Linked DNA regions of Mus musculus: region 1 is linked to region 2. Evidence: chromatin contacts called from public promoter capture Hi-C data. All regions are on one chromosome and are shown on one strand. The core of a region is the stretch at or near the end of the contact, and the rest is flanking DNA. Distances in the headings are between cores, read along the strand shown. Region 1 holds the start of Tmem235 (transmembrane protein 235). Region 2 overlaps Tnrc6c (trinucleotide repeat containing 6C).

Evidence for each region. Promoter capture Hi-C pulls out the DNA fragments that hold promoters and counts their contacts.
Region 1: a contact with region 2 is called in a promoter capture Hi-C map of embryonic stem cells, with 2.9 times the contacts expected there. The contact joins the promoter of Tmem235 here to the enhancer-like site in region 2. A contact is called at or near these places in 17 of 39 promoter capture datasets (the 3T3-L1 cell line, 3T3-L1-derived adipocytes, the C10 cell line and 12 more), 5 of 484 Hi-C or Micro-C datasets (the HPC-7 cell line, embryonic stem cells and fetal liver), 1 of 115 datasets of contacts at active chromatin or transcription factors (fetal liver) and 2 of 9 other capture datasets (adipose tissue and liver).

The regions. Positions count from the first base shown.
Region 1 is chr11:117,856,755-117,862,130 of GRCm38.p6, reverse strand. Tmem235 (transmembrane protein 235) reads right to left here and starts at 1,379. Exons shown (of 4, transcript NM_001085535.1): 1 at 1,205-1,379. The coding sequence starts at 1,379.
Region 2 is chr11:117,702,741-117,708,423 of GRCm38.p6, reverse strand. The region is part of intron 3 of Tnrc6c (trinucleotide repeat containing 6C); the gene reads right to left. Among named protein-coding and RNA genes, the nearest start is that of Tnrc6c, 51 kb to the right of the region's middle. Within about 2 kb of position 4,418, at least 8 of the 459 cell types and tissues checked have an H3K27ac peak or open chromatin away from gene starts, as enhancers often do. A contact at or near this core is called in embryonic stem cells and stem cell-derived epiblast-like cells, where this site is marked.

The DNA.
Region 1 (5,376 bases), core at 130-2,629, 160 kb before region 2:
GACTAGAGACTAGACCTCTTATTTAGTTAAGGGTCACAGAAGGTCATACCTACTGGGAAGTGAGTGTAAAAATTCAAACATTCAGAAATGCCCAGATTGGGTCACCAAAAGAGGAGATGCCACATCCTGGAGCATTCCTGACTCGTGTTATCAGGGCTCTCTGGTCCTTACACATGACCACACACTCATAAGCACCTACATACACTGCTGAGCACACAGGGAAGCACCCACACATGCACGTATGCTGAGCGCGCGCACACACACACACACACACACACACACACACACCTACATCTACACATATGCCGAGGACACACAGATAAGGAGGTTTGCCAGGTAAATGAACAGTTTGATCATTCGTCCCAAGCACACAGAGGAAGCAACCATCACGCATCTGCTTACACATACAAGTCTGCTCACAGCTGTGCGCAGTCACACACACACACACATACACACACTCATACACACAATCATATTTATTTTTGCCTCTCATAGTCACACAACTTATATTTCCTCACACACACAGTACCATGTGTTCATACACAGCCACTGTCATATTCTTGACACCCTTTGGCAAGGGCAGCATCAGGCTGAGGTTGGTGAGAATGGGGGCTTGAGGGGCACTGGGGAGCCTCACATAGGAGACACCAGCCCCTGGTCACTTGGCTGAAGGGCCCTAGACATCCACACCTATGCTTCCTGCCCCTCCTCGGCCCCATGGCCCCTCCTCTAGGAAGGAGTCAGGACTTCCGTGGTCCCTGGGCAACAGCCCTGTGGAAGAGCAGAAAGCGCAGGAAGCTGCGACTGAGCCCTGGTGACTGGGACCCAGCCACCGGTGCTCTTCTTCCTCTGACCTCCATGGGGGCACCTAGTCCTAGAAAGGCTAAGGAGGTGCAATCAAGTTACTCAGAAGCAAGGAGCAGGTTCATGGCCCACCCACCTGACCTGTCATCTCTCAATGGCACCCCTACTCTTCCCAGCCAGGCCTTAGAGAGAAGCTCTTCAGAATGTAAGGAAGCATGGTTTCAGCCCCCTCTGCTTCCCAGCTATGGCCACGATGGCAGCAGCCTGTCCCTGAGCGGGGACCTTCTTTCTCACACTCCTCCGCATCCCAGCAATGGAACTGATAGGGACGGGGTTAGGGGGATAGGAATAAAGGAGGTGGAAGGAGAGTGGGACCAAGGAGTCTCTGTGTGTAGCTCACCTTCACAGGTGCGCCAGAGCCCGGAATGCGAGAAGAGCTGCACGCCACCGAGGCCGCCAGCGTCCGCCACCTCCAGGATGTACCAGTAGTCGCTGGCGACAGCCGCTGCCAGCAGCGCGAAGCTGAGTAAGGCGCCCAGGGCTGCGCTCAGGAGCAAGGTGGCTAGCAGGGCCATGTGAGTTAGAGCCAGACAGCAGCGCACGGGACGCAGGGCCGAGTGGGAAGAGGAGCTAGGGACTGGCTGCACAGAGTGGCAGGGAGGTGAAGACAAGAACTGTCGGCTGGGGACAGTCGGGGTTCGGGACAGAAATGAAGCAGGCTAGTGAAGGTTTAGGCGGTGGGAGGGGAGGGAGCATCAGCAGGAGAGGGCATGGGAGGGGTGTTGCAGAGCAGGCTGGCTGGAAGCAGAGGTAGATAGAAGGCAGGGGCGGGGGAGAGACAACGTCATAGGTGCTTCTGCGACCACTGCATTTCTGCCACCGCAGGAGTGGTCAAGTTTTCTAGGAAATGGATCACTTTTCTGTGCTGGCCAGGCAGTAAGGGAAGAGAGGGGGGAATCTCAGGTCGTAGCAGAGCTGGAGACAATAAATTTGGGCTCAAATTCCAATGATGTCACAAACTAGGCACAGTGCTGTGTGATGTTTGGGAAGAGGATCGGAGGTGAGTCTAAGATGGCCCCACCCCCAAGATGTGCAGGAGCAGTCAGCAGCTGGACCACTGCAGCAATAGCTCCTAGAACGGAGGTTTGTGGAGAGGGAAGGGTGGTAGACAGACCCAGCTGGGCACATTTAGGGAAGACTTGGGTTGTGACACATCTCAGTGTGGGGTCCTGGTTTCCATTAGTCCCGAGGACCAGTGGAATAAGCTTCCTGCAGCAGGGAGAAAAAAGCATTGCTTTTTTTCTAACTCACTTTCAGAGCACACATACAGACCCCTGCCCCCCAAGGACAGGAGTCAGATGCTAATGGCAGGAGAGGCAAGGGAGCAGGGAAGAGGCCTCTCCCAGGAAGAATCAGGCAATGGGAAGCAAGGTGAGCTGGGTTACATTTTGGAGAATGGGGGGACCTCTAAATCACCGCCCCTGGGGAGGACAGAGCCCAAAGAGGAGGGCCAGAGGTGGTCTTTCTAGGACACCAGAGCTTTGACACTCAGGTCAACCACCCCCTTTCTTGGATTATTTGGGTCTCTCCATAATATATGTTTTCTCTCTGCTAAGCTCTTGGCTTGAGGAATATGGTTCAGAGATAAAAGCAATTTTAGCAAAGTTATTAAAACGATATTTCAAGTGGAATTCAGCCATTGAAACAAGAATTGATGCAAGCACAGAATTCTTCCAGCACGCTGCAAGCTGCTCCCTTCACATGCACACCAAGCTCTCCCCAGCCACATCTGCTCTGTGACAACCTCTCCGCTGGCATTGTCCCACAGACACCCCTGCTCTGGAAGCAGGTGGTAGCCCTATGATCTGGTGCTTAGAGAGGCAGCCCTCCCAAGGCAGGAGGAGAGGGAGAAGGGAGGCTCTTATCCCAAACCGATTACGGCTGAGGAGTAATCATGAATCACGTAGACTTGAGGTCACCTAGCAGCCACCCCAGTCAACATGACAACAATCAGTCTTGCTTTCAGTCAAAGGCTTCTTGCATAGAAATCTGAATTGACAGGCTGGTCTGGCCCCATCCCTCTCTCACTGAGTCACTGAGCCCCCCCCCCCCCAATCCCTGTCCTTGAGCAGGTTTGTAAAGGTTCCTGTTCTTGGTGCAGCTCAAGCGGGTCTAGTGCGGCAGCTGTCAAGGTAGGTGACAGCCATGCCCGAGGCCACTGCTACCCCAGAGTTAGGGGCAGGTGTGGGGGTGGAGGTGTGTGATGTTTGGGAAGAGGATGGGAGGTGAAAGCAAGATGCGGCTGCCTTCACAGCACTGATTCCCTGAAGCTGAAGGGCTGGACGATGGCCTGCTGAGCAGTCCATTCCCACTTCATTTTCAACCCTGGGTTCTGTGCAGCAGAGCCACTGATGACATTGTCCTCTAGGAGGCAGGTGCTGGTCCCTGAGGGGCTGCCCTAATGAATTCAGCCAGTGACATGGTGCCGTCTGAAGAGGAGCTACTCTAGAACTACATGTTGTCTCAGTGTGTAAGCTGTACTAGGCTGTGTGCTGGCCTCTGCCTCCTGCAGGGACTCTTCAAAGACAGCATAACCCATCAGTACAGACGCCAAAGACAGGGGTGGGCTCCTGGAGGAAGATGGTCCAATCCTGAGTGACAGAGATAGGTCTGCACCCAAGCCTCTGTCTTTAACTAGGTCACATTTGCTGGAAAGATTCTGTCTCTAGTGCCAGCCATGTGTCCTGCCCCAGGCTAACTCTGGCTATGGCCTCCAGCCCGAGACTGGGGAAGCAGCTGCAACTGTGAGCTAAATTACCCTTCAGCCAATGGCCATCAACTATCTGCCAGCTAACTTTACCGAGCATGGTGAGCATCCTCCCACAGAAGATGGACCTCACACAAATTACTGCCCAACAGGCCCATTCATCCACCCAGCATGCAGGATGAAAAAAAAAAAAAATCTAAAAGGTTCTCCAGAGTTGGAGAGCATAGGCTAGAAACACAGCTTTTCATCTTGCTTGGATGAAACAAGGCTGCAGCCAAGGCTCTGTTTATACACACTGAGGAAGCACTGGATAGCTACTAGATGTGACCATGGCAGTAACTGGACTGACAGATAGTATCAAACCAAGTGGAACCCACAAATCTGTGAGTCCACTGGCAGAGCTGGCCACCCCTGCCACCAGCTAGGGCTTTGCAGTGGGAAGGTGTTCTCATCGCTGTGGGAAGCCACATGTGCCGTTGCAGAGTGGCGCTGGCTACTGCTGGCCACCACGCATAAGTTTGGACAAACAACCAATGTGTACATATGCAGTAAAGCTTTTTGCCAAGTCACTGCCTGGCCCGGGCATGTTAATGAAGTACTGAGAATATAACAAATCAGATGTGAGACATGCAAATGAGGTATGTTAATGAGGTTCTGTGAGGTACTGAGAGTAGCCAATCAGATGAGGAACATGCAAATGAGGCATAGTGCATAACCAATCCGGGTGTGAGACACGCCTCTCCTAGGCCTGTATAAGCAGCACCAGTTCTGGGCTCAGGGTCTCTTCGCCTCTGCAATCAAGCTCTCCCAATAAACGTGTTGCTGGTCGAGTCGGGCATGCGCAAGACATTGCCATGTCCTCCCTTCCCACACGCATACCAGACTACATTTGCAGTGACTAGAAGGCACACCTCTCTCCTGATCTGTGCACCCACCCTTGTCAGTCCAGCTGGCAGCTTCTGACAGGAACTCAATGACAGGGATGTTGAACGGTTGCCTCTTCTGTTGCCACCCAGGGTGCTCGGCACACTAGCTGGCTTTTTACCTCCTTGATGGTCAGAAAGCAAGTAGAAACTCTGCAAGCTGGCTGCAGGAGGCAGGGTTCAGGGCACAGCACCAGTTCGGAGTATGCTCAAGCACTCAGAATGTCCCACTGTGGGGGCGCAGACCCAGACTGGGCCTTCCCTGTTGAAACCTGGCAAGTGCCATAGACGGAGCCAGTGGGCAGGAAACTCGAAGCCCTGCAGGGTTCCTCACCTTACTCAGGGTGATGCTTGCTCCTGTGAGACTGGAAGGTCCGTCCTCAGGGTCCCCTCACGGGCTGTGGTGGTGCTGGTCTCCCCCGCAGGCCTGCCTGTCTGCCTGTCTGCACACGTCTTGTTATCCCTGACTGGGATCTAGCTCCACTTGGGCGCAGATGTCCACCCTGGTGCTTGCCTGTGGCCTTGACCAGCTGTTTAGACACAGGTTCTTGTCGCTCATACTTGTGTTGCTAACCTCTGCTCTCCTCTAACCCCTCCGCTGCTTCTCTGATTTCTGTGGTAAGGTAAGGTGGGAATGGTCCAGCTCCTAATGTTGTACAGTGGTTCCCTTATTTTGCTGGAGTTATTGCTGCACAGAGCTGCCCTAAGCCCTCAGGGAGAATGTGTTGGGTGGTTCTGGAGAAAGCCAGGCCCCAGATGTCCAGAACAGCTCCTGAAGTGGCCACCCAGGAGCCATCCAAGTGGGCACAGGTGCACACATCACCGCCACTGGGAAAGTACAGAGGCCTGAATCCTTTACACATGCTCAGACGAGCCTGGGCC
Region 2 (5,683 bases), core at 3,169-5,668:
AAAAAGAGCTAAAATTTTGGTCTACTTCCCAGCAAATGTAGAATGTTCAAACTGCCAGAAGAGAGAGCCCATGTCAAATCACTGAACCAGTGAGAGAAGCTGGGGAGAAGGAAGGGGGCCACTCCCTGTAGCCCTGACCACACACTCTCCTCTGCCACTCGTCAGGTGCTACACTAATCTTCTGTTTTGTTCTGGAAAATGTCCTACCACCCACCCTTAAGCCCAGCAAAGCTTGTTCTCTCTGTGGGGGTCTAACTTCTCTCCTGTCTCTTATCCAGGCTTATGAAATTCTAGTCACCTTTCAGATCTCAGTCCAGCACTACCCTCAGATCCCTTCCGTAACTTCTTCCCTCATCCAACCAAGTCACTCTTTGCCCAGCAGTCACTGCAGTTATTAAAGATGTGTGGAGTGGATAGTTGTGATCTACATCCATCCTCCATGAGACAAGGACAAAGGGTTTTTCTATCTCTCCTCCCTGAGACTGGGTCTCTCTATGTAGTTTTGGCTGACCTAAAGCTCATTATGTAGACCAGGCTTGGCCCTAGCTCCAGGGATCTAGCTACCTCTACCTCCCAAGCTGGGATTGAATGTGTATGCCACCATGCCCTACTCTCATTTATTTTTAAAAGCAAATAATCTTCCAGTCCTTAAAAGGACAGAAACAGTTCATGAAAAGATAACTAACTGTAAATCTTTTCAGGTAGAAAGTGTGACATAAGGAGATCACAACATCAGAAATTGTATTGCACTCACTTGCTTATGTATCCAACTCGCTACTGCAGTATCTGTGAGAACAGAACTCACCCAGAGCACCCAGTAGGTCTTTACTAACCTGTTAAGGAGCGAATGAGCTGACTAGTATATTTCAGTAGCAGAGTGTGAGTAATGCAAGCTTTCACTATGCAGGAATGTCATCATCTTCAAGGTTATCAAGTCATGCATGTTAAGAAAGAGGACATCAGGCTAACAGGAGAGAGTGCTGAGCCTTTCTGTGCAGCTCAAGAGGACAGCTGAGACTCACAAGTAAGCAATGTGAAGACAGGCAGCTGATAGGAAGCAGACATGCCTCAGACAAGTTACATAGATGGCAAATAAGGACGTGAAAATAATGTTCACACTGTGCTGGATGGTTTTATGCCAACTTGATACAGAACAAAGTCATCTGAGAGAAGGTAGTCTCAGTAAAGAAAAAGCGCCCAGGCTTTAGGGCTGTAGGGCGTGCTCTTAATTATTGACTGAAGAGAGAGGGCTCAGGCCTTTGTGGGTGGTTCCATTTCTGGGCTGGTGATTCAGGGTTCTTTAAGAAAGCAGTCTGAGCAAGCCATGGGGAACAAGTCAGTAAGCAACTCCCTCCATGGCCTCCGCATCAGCTCCTGTGTCCAGGTTCCTGCCCTGTGTGAGTTCCTGTCCTGACTTCCTTCAATGACGAAAGTGTAAGCCGAGTAACCTTTCCTCTCCATCTTACTTTTTGGTCATAGTGTTTCATCAAGGGAAATGGAACCCTGACGAAGACAAACACCATTAAGTATTAGGAATCATAACAAGGCCCAAAACACATGCTGGTGGAAGGCGGAACTGTACAATCACTTTGGAAACTCCTCAAGAGTTTGCAGCCTCTTGAGAAAATGATTACAGCTATTCTTTTCCATGTATTTACTCAAGAAAAAAAAATCCAGGTATATACCATTCTAAGACCTTGACACAAATGTCCAAAAGAAAAGAAAAAAAAAATCAAATGCCCAGGAGTGGGTGAATGGATGGGCAAGCTGATGGTATACATGCACAATCGAACGGTACCCAGCAAGAAAAAGGGAGGGACCAGTGGCACACAAGTGGATGAATCCCCACATATTCTGCTGAGCAAGACAATGGCATATGAGTCCATTCATTATACATTATGTAATAGAGTCAATTTTAGGCAAAAGTGGGCCAGTGTTTGCTCAGGGCAGATAGCCAAGGAGGAGATAACAGAAATGGGGGTAAAGAGGAACAAAGAAAATCTTGGGGATTGCTTGGTGTCATTGGTTTCACAAGAGCACACATTCCAACATATGGCAAACTGTTCTTTTTTTAATATGTGCAATTTATTGCATTTCACTTATAACACACACACACACACACACACACACAGAGCCAAAGTTTGAGTGTAGTACTGGGTGAAGTGCTCATACTGAAAGAATATGGTTTCACATGGTTTGCACTGACTTTAACAATGGTTTTCTGAGAACTAGCAATTACAAAGTGAGCAGTCAGTCCCACATTCAGTCCAGAGACCCTAACTTAGTAATCTCCCGAGACGAGCCACAAGCAAACATCAAAGCACTTGCTTTCATAGGTGATCTGACTAAATTTGAGCTTTTTATAGGAAAACTTTTTATTTCATGAATATAAAATCAATCATTTATGAGGAGTACCATATGGTTAATTCTGCCCTCTACTTCCCAAATCAATCCTTGAAAAGCCTCAGAAAACATGATACAAAATTGAGGCTCACAAAGTTCACAGATTAAAAAAAAAACCAAGAAACTATTGAGCCAGGTGTGATGGCGCACGCCTTTAATCTCAGCACTCGGGAGGCAGAGGCAAGTGGATTTCTGAATTCGAGGCCAGCCTGGTCTACAGAGTGAGTTCCAGGACAGCCGGGGCTACACAGAGAAACCCTGTCTCAAAAAACCAAAAAAGAAAGAAAGGGAAAAAAAAACTATTATTACCAATCATACCCAAATTAAGGGCAGGGCCCTAAATAGAGAGACTGCTGCTGTCTGGACCTCAGTCACTAATTCAGCATCGGTGACACACAGGGCAGCACAGTGCACAGCACAGTGCACAGCAGCATGCAGCCGACCCACCCATCACTCCTGCCATGACACACTGAGGCTCTCACTGGGGCAGGAAGCCTGCGTGCTCATTTGCCCTTCTTTAGTAACTAATGCAGGTACAGGAGAATGTACCAGGCTGATTCTATCTATGAACAGGCTGGCAGGAAGGTGTTTAAATGGCTTAGTGCTCAGGTTTGAGGGGAGTATAAACTGTGGAAAGCAGTGTATTGACATTAATAATATAATGAGATATACAGGGTGGTTAATAAACAGTGAATGGGAAATAAGACATTTCTCTTGGGAGTGTGTGTGTGAGAGAGAGAGAGAGAGAGAGAGAGAGAGAGAGAGAGAGAGAGAACTCATGACCCTTCAGTTTTTGTCTCCCAAGTATTTTCAATAAAAGTTTTGCTTTGTTTTGCTTTTGTAACAGTAAGGCATTAATGTAGAGTTTCCTCTACCAACAGAGACAGTGAAGGCCCAGAGGGAGAGAAATTCTGGTAAAAGACCTACCATTTGCAAATAGCTCCAGAGCAGAACAACAGTGTATCTCCTGTCTACAACGAAAACAGTGTTCCTTACGGTACAACCTAAGGGCAGGATGCCAGAAAAAGGATGCTCCACAACTCATCTTCTCGTTCTGATCTTTAAGACAAGAATGAGACTTCCACAAAGCAATCACAGAACAGGACTTGAAAAACTAGCCTGGTTCTAGAGAGATGGTTTGGTGGTTAAAGAGCACTGGCTGCTTTAACAGAGACCAGGGTTTGATTCCTGGCACCCACATGGCACCGCACAACGACCTACAGTTCTTGTCCCAGGGGACTGGACATTCCCTTTTCCAGCTTCTGTAGATATACATACAGTCACAATGCCCAAACACATAAAATAAAAATAAACATTTTTAAAAGATTTTATTTGTATTATGTAAACAAGCACATTGTCACTGTCTTCAGACACCAGAAGAGGGCATCAGATCCCATTACAGATGGTTGTGAGCCACCATGTGGTTGCTGGGAATTGATGCTCCTAACCCCTGAGCCATTTCTCCAGCCCCCTGCACCCCGCCTCTGCAAAATGATTTTTTTTTTAAAAGAAAAGATAGTCAGAGACAATCTCTATTTTAATTATGATTTTGAAAGAATTTCTAAAACAGAATTTCTAAAACAAACAAACAAACTACCACTTTCAAATTTATAAGGGAGAGAGAAGTGTGGTCTCTACTAGACTGGCAGATGGAGAGGGACTGCTAAGCCCCCTGCTGCTGTCTTTCTCAGAAAGCATCCTGATACCACTGCTCTGAAGCTCACTGGCTTCGGACATAGGAGAAGGGGGGCCAGGGCCCACTGTATGATGTCCCACAAATCCTCCATGTTTGGTAGCAAACTCTGTAGCTTTAGATTCCTTCCTGTCCCCAGTGACAGCAGCAACAAGGGGACTCATTAATGCTAGGGCCTAGAACAAGTCTGAAGGCAGGAGCTGAGTGAGGGTTCTGGGGAGAGTGTAGGGACAGGCAGTTGTAGCCCCTGAACTATGTACTGCCAGGCAGGCCATGCCAGGAGGCAAAGAGGACAGGGAGGGGCAAATGCAAGCCTGTCTTATGCTGCTGTTTAACATCTCATTACCACATCAATGTCCTGTCTAACACCAGCACCAGGCATGAGAGCCACTTCACAGCAGCTGATTCTGGTGGGACTGAGTAATGATAGGCTGTGAGAAAATCAAAACCTGACACTACTAATATTTCTTAGAAAACAAACTAGGCTGGAGAGATGGGCTTGGTGGTTAAGAGGACTTGATGCTCTTTCAGAGGACCTGGGTCAGTTCCTAGCACTCCCACATCAGCTCAAAACCACTTTCCAATTCCAACGGATCCAGCACCCTCTTTTGGCCTCAATGAATTCCAGGCATACATTTTGTGGTGCACATACAAACATGCTGGCAACATACTCATACATTTAACACAGAAATAATTAACTAAAAAAGAAAATTATGTAGAAGACTTTAGATCCTTTATAATTCTAGAAGTATACAACAACTGTGTCTAGGACAAATCCAAAGGCCGATTACAGTTACCAACAAACTGTTCCCCAAAACCCATCAACGGAGAGGAGATACAAGAACCCAGCAGAGTCAGTCATCCACAGTGCAAACACCAGCACACTTACAGAAACCAGGGTTCCACAAGAGGAGGCAGGACAGTGTACTTCAGTCACCACACAGCTGTGAGCAGTCACAGCCTGAGAAGTCAAGAGTCACCAATGACAATGAAGCAGATTATGAAAATGGGACACACACACACAAAGAGGGGGGGCATATAAGCAATGCAGGAAGAGTTCCATATTTGTAAAAAAACACTGTTTTATTTGAAATCATAAATTCAAATACAGCCATGGCCAGTCCTTCTGGAGCCTTCTGAAAAGATTCTAACAGAGCAGAGGAGATGACCTGGTACCCTGCTGCTTCAATACCCATTTAACAGTAAACTCATCTGTTGAAGTGACTCTGGTAACAAGGACCAAGGACTGATACACAGGGTCAAAAGCCGTAGTTCCACCAATTCTGCATTTACTAAAAATAAAACCAAGAACTTATTCCAAGTCCTGCTCAATTTCAAATTCTACACATAATTTTGACTTTAAAACTACACAAACGATGCTGGGCTGGAAAGATGGCTCAGAGGCTAAGAGCACTGACTGCTCTTCCAGAGGTCCTGAGTTCAAATCCCAGCAACTACATGGTGGCTCATAACCATCTGTAATGGGATCCTATGCCATTTTCTGGTGTGTCTCAAGATAGCTACAGTGTACTTATATAAATAAAATGAATTTTTAAAACAATCTTAAAAAACAAAGCAAAACTACAA